Linked DNA regions of Mus musculus: regions 1, 2, 4 and 5 are each linked to region 3. Evidence: chromatin contacts called from public ChIA-PET, Hi-C and HiChIP or PLAC-seq data. All regions are on one chromosome and are shown on one strand. Each heading gives the region's core, a stretch centred on a gene start, on an enhancer-like site or on the middle of the called end of the contact. The rest is flanking DNA. Distances are from core to core; before and after follow the strand shown. Region 1 overlaps Gm34044 (a long non-coding RNA gene). Region 2 has its middle 72 kb from the start of Gm33897. Region 3 has its middle 12 kb from the start of 4930459C07Rik. Region 4 has its middle 58 kb from the start of 4930556N09Rik. Region 5 has its middle 72 kb from the start of Gm46240.

What was found. HiChIP or PLAC-seq counts read pairs in DNA pulled down with a chosen protein or histone mark. A called contact is a pair of places that touch in the nucleus more often than the background predicts. ChIA-PET counts read pairs in DNA pulled down with a chosen protein or histone mark.
Region 1: a Hi-C map of epidermal suprabasal cells shows a contact between it and region 3, with 2.7 times the contacts expected there. The contact joins two enhancer-like sites. A contact is called at or near these places in 1 of 15 datasets of contacts at CTCF or cohesin (pro-B cells), 2 of 484 Hi-C or Micro-C datasets (epidermal suprabasal cells and uterus) and 1 of 115 datasets of contacts at active chromatin or transcription factors (large pre-B cells).
Region 2: a contact with region 3 is called in an RNA polymerase II ChIA-PET map of memory CD8 T cells, with 70 read pairs. The contact joins two enhancer-like sites. A contact is called at or near these places in 1 of 15 datasets of contacts at CTCF or cohesin (the NIH/3T3 cell line), 5 of 484 Hi-C or Micro-C datasets (CD4 T cells, CD8 T cells and extraembryonic endoderm stem cells) and 3 of 115 datasets of contacts at active chromatin or transcription factors (differentiating embryonic stem cells, large pre-B cells and memory CD8 T cells).
Region 4: a contact with region 3 is called in an H3K27ac HiChIP or PLAC-seq map of the NIH/3T3 cell line, with 6 times the contacts expected there. The contact joins two enhancer-like sites. A contact is called at or near these places in 1 of 15 datasets of contacts at CTCF or cohesin (the NIH/3T3 cell line), 2 of 484 Hi-C or Micro-C datasets (bone marrow-derived macrophages and embryonic fibroblasts) and 2 of 115 datasets of contacts at active chromatin or transcription factors (the NIH/3T3 cell line and T-cell acute lymphoblastic leukemia).
Region 5: an SMC1A HiChIP or PLAC-seq map of the NIH/3T3 cell line shows a contact between it and region 3, with 6 times the contacts expected there. The contact joins two enhancer-like sites. A contact is called at or near these places in 1 of 39 promoter capture datasets (embryonic stem cells), 2 of 15 datasets of contacts at CTCF or cohesin (the NIH/3T3 cell line and pro-B cells), 13 of 484 Hi-C or Micro-C datasets (3T3-L1-derived adipocytes, CD4 T cells, bone marrow-derived macrophages and 7 more) and 3 of 115 datasets of contacts at active chromatin or transcription factors (differentiating embryonic stem cells, large pre-B cells and memory CD8 T cells).

Annotation. Positions count from the first base shown.
Region 1 is chr10:97,210,973-97,213,672 of GRCm38.p6, reverse strand. Gm34044 (a long non-coding RNA gene) reads left to right here. Exons shown (of 4, transcript XR_380716.2): 3 at 485-528. Among named protein-coding and RNA genes, the nearest start is that of Gm34044, 23 kb to the left of the region's middle. Within about 2 kb of position 1,367, at least 12 of the 459 cell types and tissues checked have an H3K27ac peak or open chromatin away from gene starts, as enhancers often do. A contact at or near this core is called in epidermal suprabasal cells, where this site is marked.
Region 2 is chr10:96,786,000-96,788,699 of GRCm38.p6, reverse strand. No RefSeq gene overlaps it. Among named protein-coding and RNA genes, the nearest start is that of Gm33897, 72 kb to the right of the region's middle. Within about 2 kb of position 1,284, at least 51 of the 459 cell types and tissues checked have an H3K27ac peak or open chromatin away from gene starts, as enhancers often do. A contact at or near this core is called in CD8 T cells and memory CD8 T cells, where this site is marked.
Region 3 is chr10:96,212,551-96,215,442 of GRCm38.p6, reverse strand. No RefSeq gene overlaps it. Among named protein-coding and RNA genes, the nearest start is that of 4930459C07Rik, 12 kb to the left of the region's middle. Within about 2 kb of position 1,287, at least 167 of the 459 cell types and tissues checked have an H3K27ac peak or open chromatin away from gene starts, as enhancers often do. A contact at or near this core is called in CD8 T cells, the NIH/3T3 cell line, bone marrow-derived macrophages and 5 more, where this site is marked.
Region 4 is chr10:97,092,707-97,095,406 of GRCm38.p6, reverse strand. No RefSeq gene overlaps it. Among named protein-coding and RNA genes, the nearest start is that of 4930556N09Rik, 58 kb to the right of the region's middle. Within about 2 kb of position 1,311, at least 14 of the 459 cell types and tissues checked have an H3K27ac peak or open chromatin away from gene starts, as enhancers often do. A contact at or near this core is called in the NIH/3T3 cell line and embryonic fibroblasts, where this site is marked.
Region 5 is chr10:96,827,512-96,830,344 of GRCm38.p6, reverse strand. No RefSeq gene overlaps it. Among named protein-coding and RNA genes, the nearest start is that of Gm46240, 72 kb to the left of the region's middle. Within about 2 kb of position 1,569, at least 42 of the 459 cell types and tissues checked have an H3K27ac peak or open chromatin away from gene starts, as enhancers often do. A contact at or near this core is called in the NIH/3T3 cell line, bone marrow-derived macrophages, cerebellar granule neurons and 1 more, where this site is marked.

The DNA of each region.
Region 1 (2,700 bases), core at 118-2,617, 1.0 Mb before region 3:
TGGATATGTTTTTCCAGTCCTATGTATTTTATCAAAAATAACTTATGCTGTTACAGGAGGGTCATGTTCTTAAGAGAGAGTTTCAGTATCAGAGTCATCAAGACTTTTTTCTTGGGCAGTTGGCATCTGACAGGAATCTGTGTCCTTCAGGGTATGTTCACATCTATGTGACATTAGATGACATTAGATGACAGTCCTTTGCCAATGAGACAGTGTTTGAAAGGTTTCACCTGCCTGGGGTTTTCTGGAGCAAAAGATGTTGCAGAAGCTATGTTGGTTACACTTTCTCCTTTATCTCGCAACAATTTGACATGTGTATTTGTAATCCTCAAGGCACTTGGAGCTGATATGCTGGTCAGACTCTCTCTACAATAATCTCCTCTGAGAGTCTGTTTTGAGATCAATATCTACATACATCAGAGCCTTTAACCCTTACTGATTTTGCTTTGTTTTGTTTTTATTGTGGCTGTTGTTTTAACATCAGGAAGCTGAAGGTCTCAGAGGCTGAGATTGACCCCTAACACCATGGTGAGTAATGCCCACATTTAAAGTATGAACTCTCTTTGTTCATGCTCTCTTTGTTACTGCTCTGTCTGAAGGGCCCGCAGTTTATAATCTGTGCCCGCACTTTGCATTATAAATACTACAATCATCTTGATGTATAGCCTTAGAACAAATAACAGATAGGGACCCATTTATGAGGTAAAGTTGAGCTAAATTACACCTTTTCTAGACAAATTTTGCATTCTGATATGATGAATGTAGTGTATTTCAGCAAAGCATGCAGGGGGAAGCATAATAAACAATTTCATATACTTGAATGATTGAGGTTCACTTAATCATGGTATGTTTTCTCTTGTTTCACGCATGTAGAAACGCAAAATATATTTATATCTAAATTAGTGGCTACTCAGATTCATTGCATTTTACCTCTGTAAATCCAAACAGACCTGAATAAAAATGCATTATAATAGTATATGTACTTATTTGCATCCACAATTTTATTCTGTATTTACAATAGAAATGTAGATAAAAGTTTGGAGGGAAGACTTAGCAGGTAGCAACACTTGCTGCTTTCACCATCCCAGGTTTGGTTCTGAGCACCCATAAGGTGACAGACAATTGTTGGTAGCTCTTGTTCTATGGAATTCAGTGTCCTTGTCTGGCCTCCAGGTGTGTACGGAGTGCACATGCGTAGACGTAGCCATTCACACATACACAGAAAAATCAGTCTCAAAAACCTAAATGCAGTTAAATTCTACACTACTGAATTAAAATAGGAAATGGTGCAGAAGATTGGCAGGGAGTGGAAAGACGCTATTACCTCTGTTTGGAATAAGCTTTGAAGGCATAAGCTTGTTTTTCTATAAGCAGTTGGCTTCGCTCCAGGTACTGCTCAAAGCTGTATTTATCACAACAAAATCTGTCCTTACAGATTTTCAAACAATTGCTTTCTCTTCTTATATCAAAAACACATTGATAGGTGACACAGCCATGAACCACTCAGTGTAAATCTACTGCTTTAATATGTGCCAAGCAGCAGTACCCGGCTGATTCCAGGAAGGTTGCTGCTGCAGTAGAAAGTCTTCTTCTGCCACTCCAGAATGTTATGTTAAAGGCTTTAGGAATTAAAATGAAAGCAAATGCCTTAAGCCCTTTCAAAAGGCTGTCCCAGAAAATAAAAGCCAAATGTGGACTCCTTACAGCATGAGGAGGAGGTACCTTTGGCAGAGCTTGAAATATCTCTCTAATGGGGATCACTAGAAAAACTGGTTGAACGATGCTAAGTAGCTCTCTGAAGACTCAACAAACAAATTTAGGGCTATTTCATCAGCAGTGTCCGTTCTAGAAGAGATAATGGCAGTGTGCGCTTAAAAATATCTCGCATTAATATTTAAATTATATTTAAAATATAATTTGGCATAGGCAGCTTTATGAATAAATAAAATTAAGCCTCCAGTCCCATTTCAGTACCCTTTTAGTAGAACAAAGCAAAACCAGGCATGACCCATCTCAGCCAACAATGGCTTTCATTATCTTCTGTTCAAAAGTAATGGCGTGGGAAAGCTAAGCTGCCCAAGCATTGCTCTGGGGATCTAGATGTTTACTTGATGTAAAGTCTGGGCCTCGCACCAAAAGATTTACATAATTGAAAACTAAAGTGTTTGGGTGTCTATCAATAATGACGTCTCCAAGGTGCTTAGATACTTTTGCCGTCTTGTGTTTTAACAGACATTTGGTTGCAGAGTTTTAAATATTATTTGATAACTGAATGGCTCCCAATGACTGTGGTCCACTTTTTCTCACTGAAATATTCATTGAAATGGTTTGGATGAGACTCCAAAGGGAGCAGGCCAGCCTTGGAGCTGAGTGAGCTGCCAATCAGGAGTAGGAAGCCAGCCTCCCCTGGCCCCATCTGGTTTCTTTTCTCTCCTTTTGTCTCTCTGGATATAGGCAATGCTAAGAAAACTGGGAGTTGAATGAACTCCTCTTATTAAATAAATATTTTTAAGGCTTCAGTGTCATAAGCTTTTCAATTGGGTTTGTTTTCTTGATACATCCCACCGTAGTAGTAGTAGCGAAGAGCTGAAAAATATGTAGTAGCGAAGAGCTGAAAAATATTTTACGTATTTGAGAATCAGTCTATAAGACAGAGTGATTCAAATATGAATGATTTTTTTAACTGGAATTTGAAAACTC
Region 2 (2,700 bases), core at 35-2,534, 570 kb before region 3:
ATTCACTGAACCTCAAAAAAAATCAATAAATATTAATATCAGAATGCAAATGTTTTCACTATCATTTAAAATGTGAAGAGTATTTACCCATTTATGCCTCTGAACAATTCAGAGTGCCCTGAATGCTTATTGACTGTATGTCATTGCATGGTTCAGAGCAGTTCTCTGAACTGCTTAAAACTCTCAGCAAATCAGGAAGAGCACATTCGAAAAAGATAAGGCTGCACATTGTCCTCTTGCCCCTGTCACTCGTGGAAAGCGCCCTGGAGTGCAATCAGGAAACCTGGGCTTCGATATTTAAACACCATGTGACTCCAAGTAGCTTTCTCAAATATGAGCTACATTTTCCAAACCTATTAAATGAGAATAAAGGCACCACCCTCAAAGGGATATTTGAAGATAAACTGACATCAGAACCCACAGTATACATTACTATTTTAAACCCAATTAAGAATTAAGGATCTCCCCCCAAAAGTAGTAATTATCAACAAGATTATCTGAGAGTTCTTTTTTTGGTGGATATGAATTTGATGACATCATCCACATGAAAAGGAAATGGCAGGTCATCCATATATATACATATATATATATAGACATATATATTCAAATATTTCTAGTTATGATAATTATATAATTGTATAGGGTATAACTAAAAATTTCTCTATATACACAACAATTATGGGACATTGATTTAGTCTTTGATACTATGAGTGCTGAACAATTGATTGAGTTACCAGAGTGGTATGAATTTAAGAATGTCTCCCATAGACTCAAGTATTTGAATACTTAGTTTGCAGCTGGTATCAGTGTTGGGGAAGGCTATATAACCCTCTTTAGGGGGAGTCCTTCTGAATGAAGGATATCACTGAGGGTAAGGTTTGAGAGCTCAGAGCCACTTACAGCCTGTTCTCTCTAGTTCATGTTTGGGCTTAAAGATAGGATTTCTCAGCTTCCTGCTTCTGCTGACTGACATGTCTGCCTCTTACTGATAAACCTTCCTACCATGGTCCATTCTTAAACCCCCCGGAACCATAAACCAAAATAAATTCTTCCACAAGTTGTCACAAAAACAAAAACACAAAACCCTAATACAGTCATTAAATTTATTAAACCAGTAAAATTGATAGTTCACATCTGTTACAGTCTTATGAAGATTCATCTGTCCCTTTCTGGAACTGGCGAATAAATCATTGAACAAAAGCTCACCAGCTCAATACACAGTTCAAACAGCATTATACAGGAAACCTTCTCAAGTGTCTTGTAATCACCTGCCTAACGCTCTGTGGTGCCACAGGCAGGCGCAGGAAGTGGTTACAAGTAATCAAGCTCTAACTTTACGACTTTAACCAACTCAGCGGCTCTGTTTGCATGGCTTTCAAACAGCAGCATTTTGCCTAAGATTCCATTCACACAAGAGAATGCAGTGGTTAGTTCTTAACTGTCACCTTGACACAACCTAGAGTCACTGGGGATGTGTCTCAGTGAGGAATTGTCTAAGTGACCTGGGCTTATGGGCATAACCCTGAGGATTGAATTATGTATCAAGGGATAGGAAAATACCCAACCTAAAAGAGAAGCACATCGTTCCCTGAGCATCCATTCTCTCTGTGCTATTGACTGTGGGGGTGACGAGCAGCTTCAAGTTCACACCTTGACTTCCCCAAAACGATGATCTGGGACTTGAAACTTTAAGCTAAATAGACCTTTGCTCCCTTAAGTTGTTCAGACAGAATGTTTTATTCCAACAACAAGAAACAAAATCTAGACAGACAATTTGATTACTATAAAGGCACTTGAATTAATCATGGTTGGTGGTGCATTCTTACAATCCCAACATTCAGGAGGTGGAAGCAAAATAATCACCAGATCAAAACCCCTCAGCTCCAGATTGAGAGCCTTTCTCAGACAACCCAAAGGAGAAACATCTCACCTTGATGATTCCACCTTCGACAGTTCAAAGATGAGGAAGCTGTAGCCCAGAGACCACAGTACCTAAGGTAACAGTCAGCTACTTAATGAAGAGCACCACTAAGTTCTCTAGACTCTTAGTTGTCGTTATTTCTCCCATCATGATAATAATATCCATCTCCCTGTCATGTGCTGCACATCAAACACCAAGCCACACATTCCACCTGTATTTTTTTTTATACGCGGAAAACTCTTTAAGAATTCTACCAGTTTGATGAAGAAGTTCAAGGATGTTAAGCAACTTGAACAAGCCTACATTCGATTTCAGCCTAACACAAAATGTGTTTAAGCTGGAGGTTTCGTGTTGGCCATGAAAACAACAAGCCATCACAAAGCCCGTGAATAACTGAGTGTGTATTATATAATTAGTGGCCAGATTTTGCCATGCTTTTCATGTTCACTTTCTCAGAATTGAGACACAAGGACTATGAACATAGAGAAACCAAGTGAAATCTTTATTTCAGAACTGTTTTCCTCTCTCTGAACTGTAATCACATCTAATTTTATGTTGATTCTATATGTTATTATTGGGATAAGCTTGTGGCTTTTCTACTGTCTGATAGATCATGTTATTAAACACATTCATTTATTTCCTGGCTCAGGTGGTATAATGTGTACTCTGCAGATGAAATCTGTGTGTGTTATTGGGAAGGGGCTTTCCAGGTGACATTTGTGCCTTGCAAGTTTCATGTTCAAATCAATTTTCTTCAAATATAGATAAGCAGGGTGTTT
Region 3 (2,892 bases), core at 38-2,537:
GAGGTGAGAGTCTTATCTATCGGTACATTCCAAAAGGACAATTCACAGTATTAGACAATCCCGCTTTGCTTGGCTCTAACAAACCACCTTGGGTTGTGGAATGATGAGAGATCTGTTTAGCTTACAATTTTTGAGTCTGACAATTCAACCCTGGGTAAACCTAGAGTGTTTGGCCCTTGGTGACAGTCCCCTATGTGTGCTACCCTGTGGCAGATGGTGCCGTGGGGGAGCCAGTGCAAGGAAAGAGACAACACATGGCAGAGGCAGGAAGCCAGATCATGAGAAAGGTGAGCGTTATGTTTTATAACAACCCACTCTAAGAGGAAGTCAGCGGGTTCCCATACACATGGCTTTGATCCCTTCCGTGTGAAATAATTACCTTGGTCTAATTACCCCACCTTCTCTTAAAGGTGCCTGTCTCCAGCATCACCACACTGGCGACCGAGCTTTAACAAACACACACACAACCCTGGGCAACATACTCCTGCTACAGTCAAACAGCAGCTAACATCTAAAAGTAGTAGCTTAGAGAATAGCAAGACAAGCTGATTGTTTCAGAGATGGTGGGTGGGGGGGTGGACTAAAATACAGGTTCCAAAATGAAAAGTTATACCTGAGCTGAGAGAGATACTGAGGACTGGGAAAGTCAAGTAGGTATCTGACTAACCGTGACTTTCATTGTTAAAGTATGCCATTCTCATCTACACTTTGATTAATTTTTTTTAAATAATTGCCGTAAAAATGTAAAAGTACTTACTTCACCACAAAATATATAATCCAATATTATATAAATGATGTGTATGAAACTCTTGAGAAAATATTCCACAATATATTGGAAGTTGAACGTGACTCACTTCGTTTTTGATAGGCAGCCACTGACTAATTCTAAAGTGCTCAAGTCCAGTGAGAGGAAAAGTGTCTTTCACCATACCCTTCCATCCGAAGACATCTAAGTCCATCGATTATGGTGTACAGGGAATGCCTGATTGCTTTATGATGTCATATGCTGCTACAGAAATTATTTATGATGCTCCCGGAGCAAGACGATCTACTCTGGGGCTGATACCTTGATTCAGAATTTGACACCTAAAGTGGTTTGAAGCACTTGTGATATTTAGACGTTGAGTGACCCAATGCCATTGCCTTCAAAACACACATTCAAAACATACATTTTCCACCGGGAACTAGAAGGGCATTTGCAATGAACATCCCTCCAAGCAGCCGAGAACAAAGGAAATGTTCGGCAAAATGATGTTGAAACACTACCACTCAGGCAGGCCTTCTCCCCAGTATCTTTCCAGCCGAATAGCGTGCCTGCCTGTGACTCAGATACTGTTCACATTGGAAAAACAAAGCGGAGACATCTACTTAAACGCGCAAACAGTGCCCTCTGCTGGCGGAAATGGGATGTTAGTTAAAAGAACTTCGTCTCAATGACCACAGGGAAAGAAGGGGGAGGGGAAGGAAGGGAGAATGGAGAGATAGAAGGGGAGGAGAGGAGATGGGGAAGAAGCAGAGGGAATAGGAGTGGGAGGGAGAGGGAAAGAGGGAGGGAGAGAGAAAAGTGGACTGGGGGGGGGGGGAAGGGGTAAGGAGGAGGAGGAGGAAATGATACAAACAGGAGAGAAAAAAAAATGGGTTTTAGTCCTTTTTAAGGATAAATGCTTGAAGCATCTTATCACATAGAAGATGCCAATATATTTCCTTAAATCCCAAAGTAACACGTGGCCTTGAATTAAGGAATGGTTTTACAGTGTCCATTCTTTGCCTTACTAAGTTATTTACTCATCACAAGCTCCCTCTGGGGGTGTCCCCCAGTGCTCTGACTATGCGACATAATATACACTCAGCCTTTGCAGAAGATAGTAACTCTATCAAACAAAATTGTTTCCTTAGCTCACAGACCAGGGCTCTGACAGGGTTCCAGAATGTCCCAGGCTGCTCGACATGTTTCTAAATGCTTAGGAAAATCTTAATGTTGATTTTTTGTTTGTTTGTTTGTTCTGTTTTGCTTCAACAAAAGAAGTGGTTGCTTGAAGATAGCAAAATTGGTTTCTTGAAAGAAAAGAAAATGAGTGAGGTATATCCTTCAGGGCTGGCAGGGGGGCGGGTCTGGAGATGTATGTCATACAATTCATCGTAAGTACTTAGTCAATGGAGTAGCAATTCAAATTAGTTTATATATATATATATATATATATATGCACATGTATAGGTAGTATAGTTACGATATTATCGTGTATATATATACACATACGATATATATACACACATACTATATGTGTGTGTGTGTATATACATACATACATATATATATACATACATACATATATATGAATATGAAAGCCAGTATTTCTAATATCTTACATTAAAAATCAGTTGGCTACCCAGCTTCCCATGCCACCACAGTAGTGGGGTTAGCAATGTAAAATATGTAAATATGTTCTATTTTCATAAGGCATTTGCACTGGTGTATTAATACTGTGTGCATATTTAAAGATGTTACAGAGCCCAGCTTCGTCTGACTGTAAGTCGTCACCCCACTACAGGGTCGCTTAGCTGAAGGTGACCGTTCTAAAGACAGTGACAATAGCAGAAGACTCCTGGATGTGCAATGATCAAAAATAAATTCAGCCTCAATTGTGTAACAATCCCAAGGTGCTTCAGGCTAGGCTCGCCTGTGTTACACCGCACAGCTTCTCTGTACTCTCAGCTCGGAACACACAGGAGCCTGTATGCTTATGGATGCCGTCACTCATCCCAACTATCATGCTCAACTAGTCCATTGAACCATCACGCTCAGACGCCCTGCACGCTATGGACTGCGGGGTTTTTTGCTGTTGTTGTTTTGTTTTGTTTTGTTTTTTGTTTTTTGGTTTTTTTTTTTTGTAT
Region 4 (2,700 bases), core at 62-2,561, 880 kb before region 3:
CACTGAAAGAGGCCAGCAGATATTTGAAATTAATACAGTCCCATCATCTCCAGTTATATAACATTGTTTTCAAGGGTACTGTCTGAACTCACAGATTTCAAAGTGTGGAGGGTGTTTGCTCATAGTTATATATTCCATTTACCATGTGTGCCTCCACACTTACTTCTGGGATGTCCCAATGTGTGTCATATTTCCATTGTGAGTAAGGGGACTGCTTGCATTGTCTATGGTATTTTTATCCTCCTTTGTTCACTCATCCTTCTTTTCTCTCCCAGAGTTCCTTCTCAGCTAATGCCTTTATTATTCAGAGGAAGCCAGCATTATTAATAACTCTAATTCCCAGAAGATACCATTGCTTTCAGACTGTCCTAGTTCTCAGCACACACAGGGACCTTCTAGAAAGACTTCTTTTCTAGAAGGCATCTAGTTCAAATAGAATCTTGGCATTTTTGATGATCCTCTTTTTGTATCTTGGAATCTAAGTGATGACTGTAAGTTAAGAATGATTCCACCGGACATTTTCTCCTCAACTTCTGAGAGATATTGGTCAGAGAACTATTAGCGTCTGTCCAGAACCTATAACTAACTGATCATTGTTATTAATCTAAAAGGAACTTAAAGTTTATTCATTCTAACTTCTCTACTTGAGCTAAGGGGGAACAGAACCATAGAAGTCAAGGAACACGATGCATTTCTCTCAACAGTGAAAGCTGATATCTAAGTCTAAGTAAGTGCTCTACCACCAGGCTATACCTCAAGCCCCAGGGATTTTGAAATGTGTATTGCCATATATCCCTGTTAGTCTCATGGAGTACCTCATGGCTACTCCCTCTGTGTAACTAACAATACATTACAAATAGGGAGGATTTGGTAGATAGGAAACCATAATCAGAATACAGTGTATAAGGAAAAACTATTTTCTATTACAAAAACAAACAAACAAAAAACAACAACAAAAGGCACCTTCAAGACAGATGGAGGAAATTGCACAAAAGACAGCAAAAAAGAATACAATCAAAGGTATTTCTGTATTAGAATGCTCACATCTAGTCGTGGGGGGAAAAACAAGCAGAGTGCAAGTGAATGCATAATGAACCAGCAAGGTAGTCAGCTCTTCGAAGACTCAGAAGATGTCTTAGATCCATAGGAAAGGAGACATGAGGGAGAGCTGAGCTGACTTGGGAAGAGTAAAGCCAGGGGAGGCTAGAACGAATGAATAGGAAGTAAAATGTCCACACAAACCACAGGGGATCCAATACCCTGATTCATACACCTCACCAGGTCCACAGAAAGAAATTCCTAGGATTCTCAGTAACCAAAGTGCATGAAATGAGAAACCATTGCAGCTGAACTTCCTATTGACATCCATTGTAAGAGTGAAACTATTTACTTTGGACATGTCACGACCATTAACCATCATGAAGCAGAGTTGCTATGGTAACCTATAGTCTGTCTTAGTGGGAAGTCGTGACAAGCAAAGAGGCAGACTGATACAGTGATAGCTAGGTCTAGCAATGATGTGTTACTGTTCACCTACAGAATAATCATAGAGAATTACTGGATCCTAACTTGGCATGCCAGCCTCTCCTCCCTCCTGCCACAGCTGCATGCAGTTTAGGAGGGGCAGTAGAATTTGGAGGAGGTGAAAATATTGACCGGAAATGGAACTCATTGGTATTTCTTCAGATTTTATATTTTATCACTCATGGTGATAGTGGGACTTCAAATTGAAGCAATTGCCTTTAAGTCACTCATGCTCCTACATATGGTCCTAACTTGTGGTCCTCTGAATCAGTCTAATAAACTCACTAGGTCTCCAACCTGAACTTGGTTAGCCTTTGCTTTGACCCGTGAATGCCCTCTTTTGAGGGAATAGACACATTATTGTAGACTTTCTCTGATAACCATTGAATGCTATAATCACCCTTGTCTCTTCTAGACTCTCAAATGTCTACATAAAAATGTTTTGGCAAAGGCATCATCCCAAGTCTACAACATATTTGTTCATCTGTCTCCATTTTACTCTAAGGTCTTCAGTCCAATCTACTCTCAGACTCATCTACAATACTGTGGTGGTCTTATAACTACTTTTTAAATGATCTGCATTTTTCATCTATATTCTCTATTTTACTGGAAGCAAGGATTGTTGGCCAACTCAAAAAGTAAGCTAGATAATTTCACTCCCTTTCTTTTAGGGTCTTTTCTTAAATCATTCACAGTAATGTTTAATTGTGGTATACTGACCTATCATTCATTTAATCTGGTCCATAACTACTTATGTGAACTTACTTCCCATTATTCTTATTGCCCAGTACCCACATCCCATCATCACATGCATATATATTTTATAATTCTTTTAAAATTCTGACTTCTACTCACAATATGTAACTATTTTAAAAAGTTCTTCTCCCTTCTCAGATTATATTTTCTTTAACCTTTTCTTAGCGACTTCTCCACCTTTAGATAGCTACCTAAATCTTCATCATTGGCTATAAGCCAGCCAACGGTTATTTTCCATTGTACTAACAAACACTCATTGTGTACTTATTGCTTGGCTGTGTTTTTTCAGTTGCAAGATCAATAAAAGCAAAGAACAAGTGTTGTCGTGTTCAGTGGCCCTTGTTCCTAGGATTCTGTCTGGTCCAAAGTAGACAGCCACCTTGATAGCAAATGGACGAATGGATAGAGGATTGGTTAGGT
Region 5 (2,833 bases), core at 320-2,819, 610 kb before region 3:
GAAGTGGATGCCCACAGTCAGCTATTGGATGGGTCACACGGCCCCCAATGGAGGAGCTAGAGAAATTACCCAAGGAGCTAAAGGGAACTGCAACCCTATAGGTGGAACAACAATATGAACTAACCAGTACCCCTGAGCTCTTGTCTTTAGCTGCATATGTATCAAAAGATGGCCTAGTCGGCCATCACTGCAAAGAGAGGCCCATTGGACTTGTAAACTTTATATGCCCCAGTACAGGGGAACCCCAGGGCCAAAAAGGGGGAGTGGGTGGGTAGGGGATTGGGGGGGTGGGTATGGGGGACTTTTGGGATAGCATTGAAAATGTAAACGAGGAAAATACCTAATTAAAAAAAAAAAAGATTACGGTCTGTTCTCCGATGCCACTTCCTTGCTAACCTACATAACAGGAGAAAATGTAGGACCCAAATCTCTCTCAATAGTTTTCATCCATTTGAAAATGGACAAGAATTCCCTTCTCTAACATAAGAACTGGAGCTATTACTAAGTCAGCGATGACATAGAAAATCCCAAGAAGACTACAGGTGAGTTCTGTTTAGGTACTCTGAGTATATAACATGCTCAGCACGTGTTTTAGGGGTTCTGGGAACATGCCAAAGAATTAATTGGAGTTCCTTTAAAAAACGAAACAAAACAAAACTATTAGTTTATTAAATGGCTGACCTATTTCTTGCCACTTTTAATCTCATTTTTTCTTTCTGATTAAATGTAACTATATTAAGATAGACAATGGACATCCACCTTCCTATTTTCATAGTAGCCAGTGTTTTATCAAGGACAGGATTTCAAAGAGTGGCTATTGACAAGAAAAGATACTGAATACTTAGACAGCTTTCAACACTGAGAAGGCAATTAAAGAAAACCGTGATTTTAGTCTTTAAGACCACAAAAATAAACTTAAAACAACAGCTAACAATAAACCTCCCGTGATAAGCTTTCAAATTCTCAGACAGTGACTCTAAACGGAGGCTGGTCCCCAGAGCAACTTCTTGGAGACCTGGGTCTCGTTCTTGGAGCCTGCCAGGGGTTGAATTTGGGTATGTAAACATCCTGAAAGCTCTCTGAATTTTCAATATATTTACAGTCTTCCTTTGAAACCACTGCTCTGGTTCTAAATGTTTCAATCATTGTGTGATCTTGTGTTCTTAATACCAATCCAACTTTCTCCCCTGTGCTTGTTTTTCTGCTTCGTGTGTCTCAATATCAAAATATTCTTACCCCATGAGTCATTTTGGAAGCAAAGGTTTCAGGAAGTAAAAGCTCAAAAACCTCATGGCTGAAGTCATCCTCCTAAAATATATCCCTTATTCTCCATATGATGTACCGCGGCCTGTGCTTTCCTCTGGATGGTGATAATGGTAGCCTTCTGAAATCAACATGTTTGACCACGTACTTCTATTTTACAAATGCAGACTAAGTCAGGGATACCAAATGGCAATGTCATAATCCTTCTGTTCTCTGCCAACCCATTGCCTTATGGACTCAAATATGCTTCTCTTGAAACAGATGGCTCTCCCTACTCTCCAGGTTATTACATAAGGAGACGAGGGGCAGCTGATTGACTGTGCCTGATTTCCAGGGAGACCAGCACAAGCCACATGACAGGACCACAGGTGTACAGAGCGAGCTCGGCTTCAGAATTAGGCTTGCCTGAAATTCAACCTTGGCTCTGTGTCATGAGCACAGGACACCTTATTTGCCTTCTATCTTTCTTCTGTAGAATGATCAGAAGTATCATCTCCCTTACATGTTCATTAGAAATTATATATATACATGCACATATACTCTCTATATACACACAAATAAATATGTGTACATGTGTGTGTATATATATACATATAAGAACTTATATATATGTATATATATATATGTGTGTATATATATGTATATATATATATATATATATGAACTGAAAATACCCAATAGAAAATTTGCTTTCTTAGAATTTATATGTGAAAAACCAAGACTTTCCCAAACTCATTTCCACTGTTTTTCACAAAGCAAAATGGCTTCTCCCTCAAGCAGTTTTATTTATCTGATGTCTGATCACATCCTCTCAAGTGTTCCTTCCTTGACCTACAAGTGCAGCAGTAGAGGAAGTATGGGGGCTAGAGAATGGCTTGGTGATTCCCAGGGCTTACTGTTCATGCAGAGCACAGGAGCTGGGTTCCCCGCACCACGGTTATGAAGGTCACTAGTGCCCACTGGTTTGATGCTTTCTGGGAGTCTCAGGGGAGCCTGCACTCACGTGCACATACCTACACACAGACATACATACGCATGTAGTTAACACCAGAATAATAATAACTATGGAACTCAGGCCAGCTCGAGTTCCTGTCCCAGCTCCACCCTGTCCTCTCTGTGGATCCCGAGAGGGGCATTTCTTTGTATTTTAAGCATTTCTTCACGAATAAAATGATCTATAGAATCACAACACACTTGAAAAGAAAAAGACTGGTACAAGTTACAATCTCAAAGTTGACTTTCCCTTTCTTTTTTATCTGTAGCACTCTTCTTGTGGACATAGAGAGAGATGTGCACATACATACACACGCGCACGGTCAGTTCTGTCTGGCTCAGGCCATTCATCTCAGATAAATCCTCTTTCCCCAGGAAATCCAGCTTCAGTTTTCCCAGATTTCATACTGGCTCTGTGCAAGGCACCCTGGCCATTTTCTAATGAATACCTTGACCTCTTATTGCCATGAATGTTATTACAAGAGCTACCCATTGCTGAACATCAACAAATGTTAATTATCTCATGGACTTTCTTAGGGGCCAGGCAACCGGGAGCATCATGGTTGGGTTCACAGTC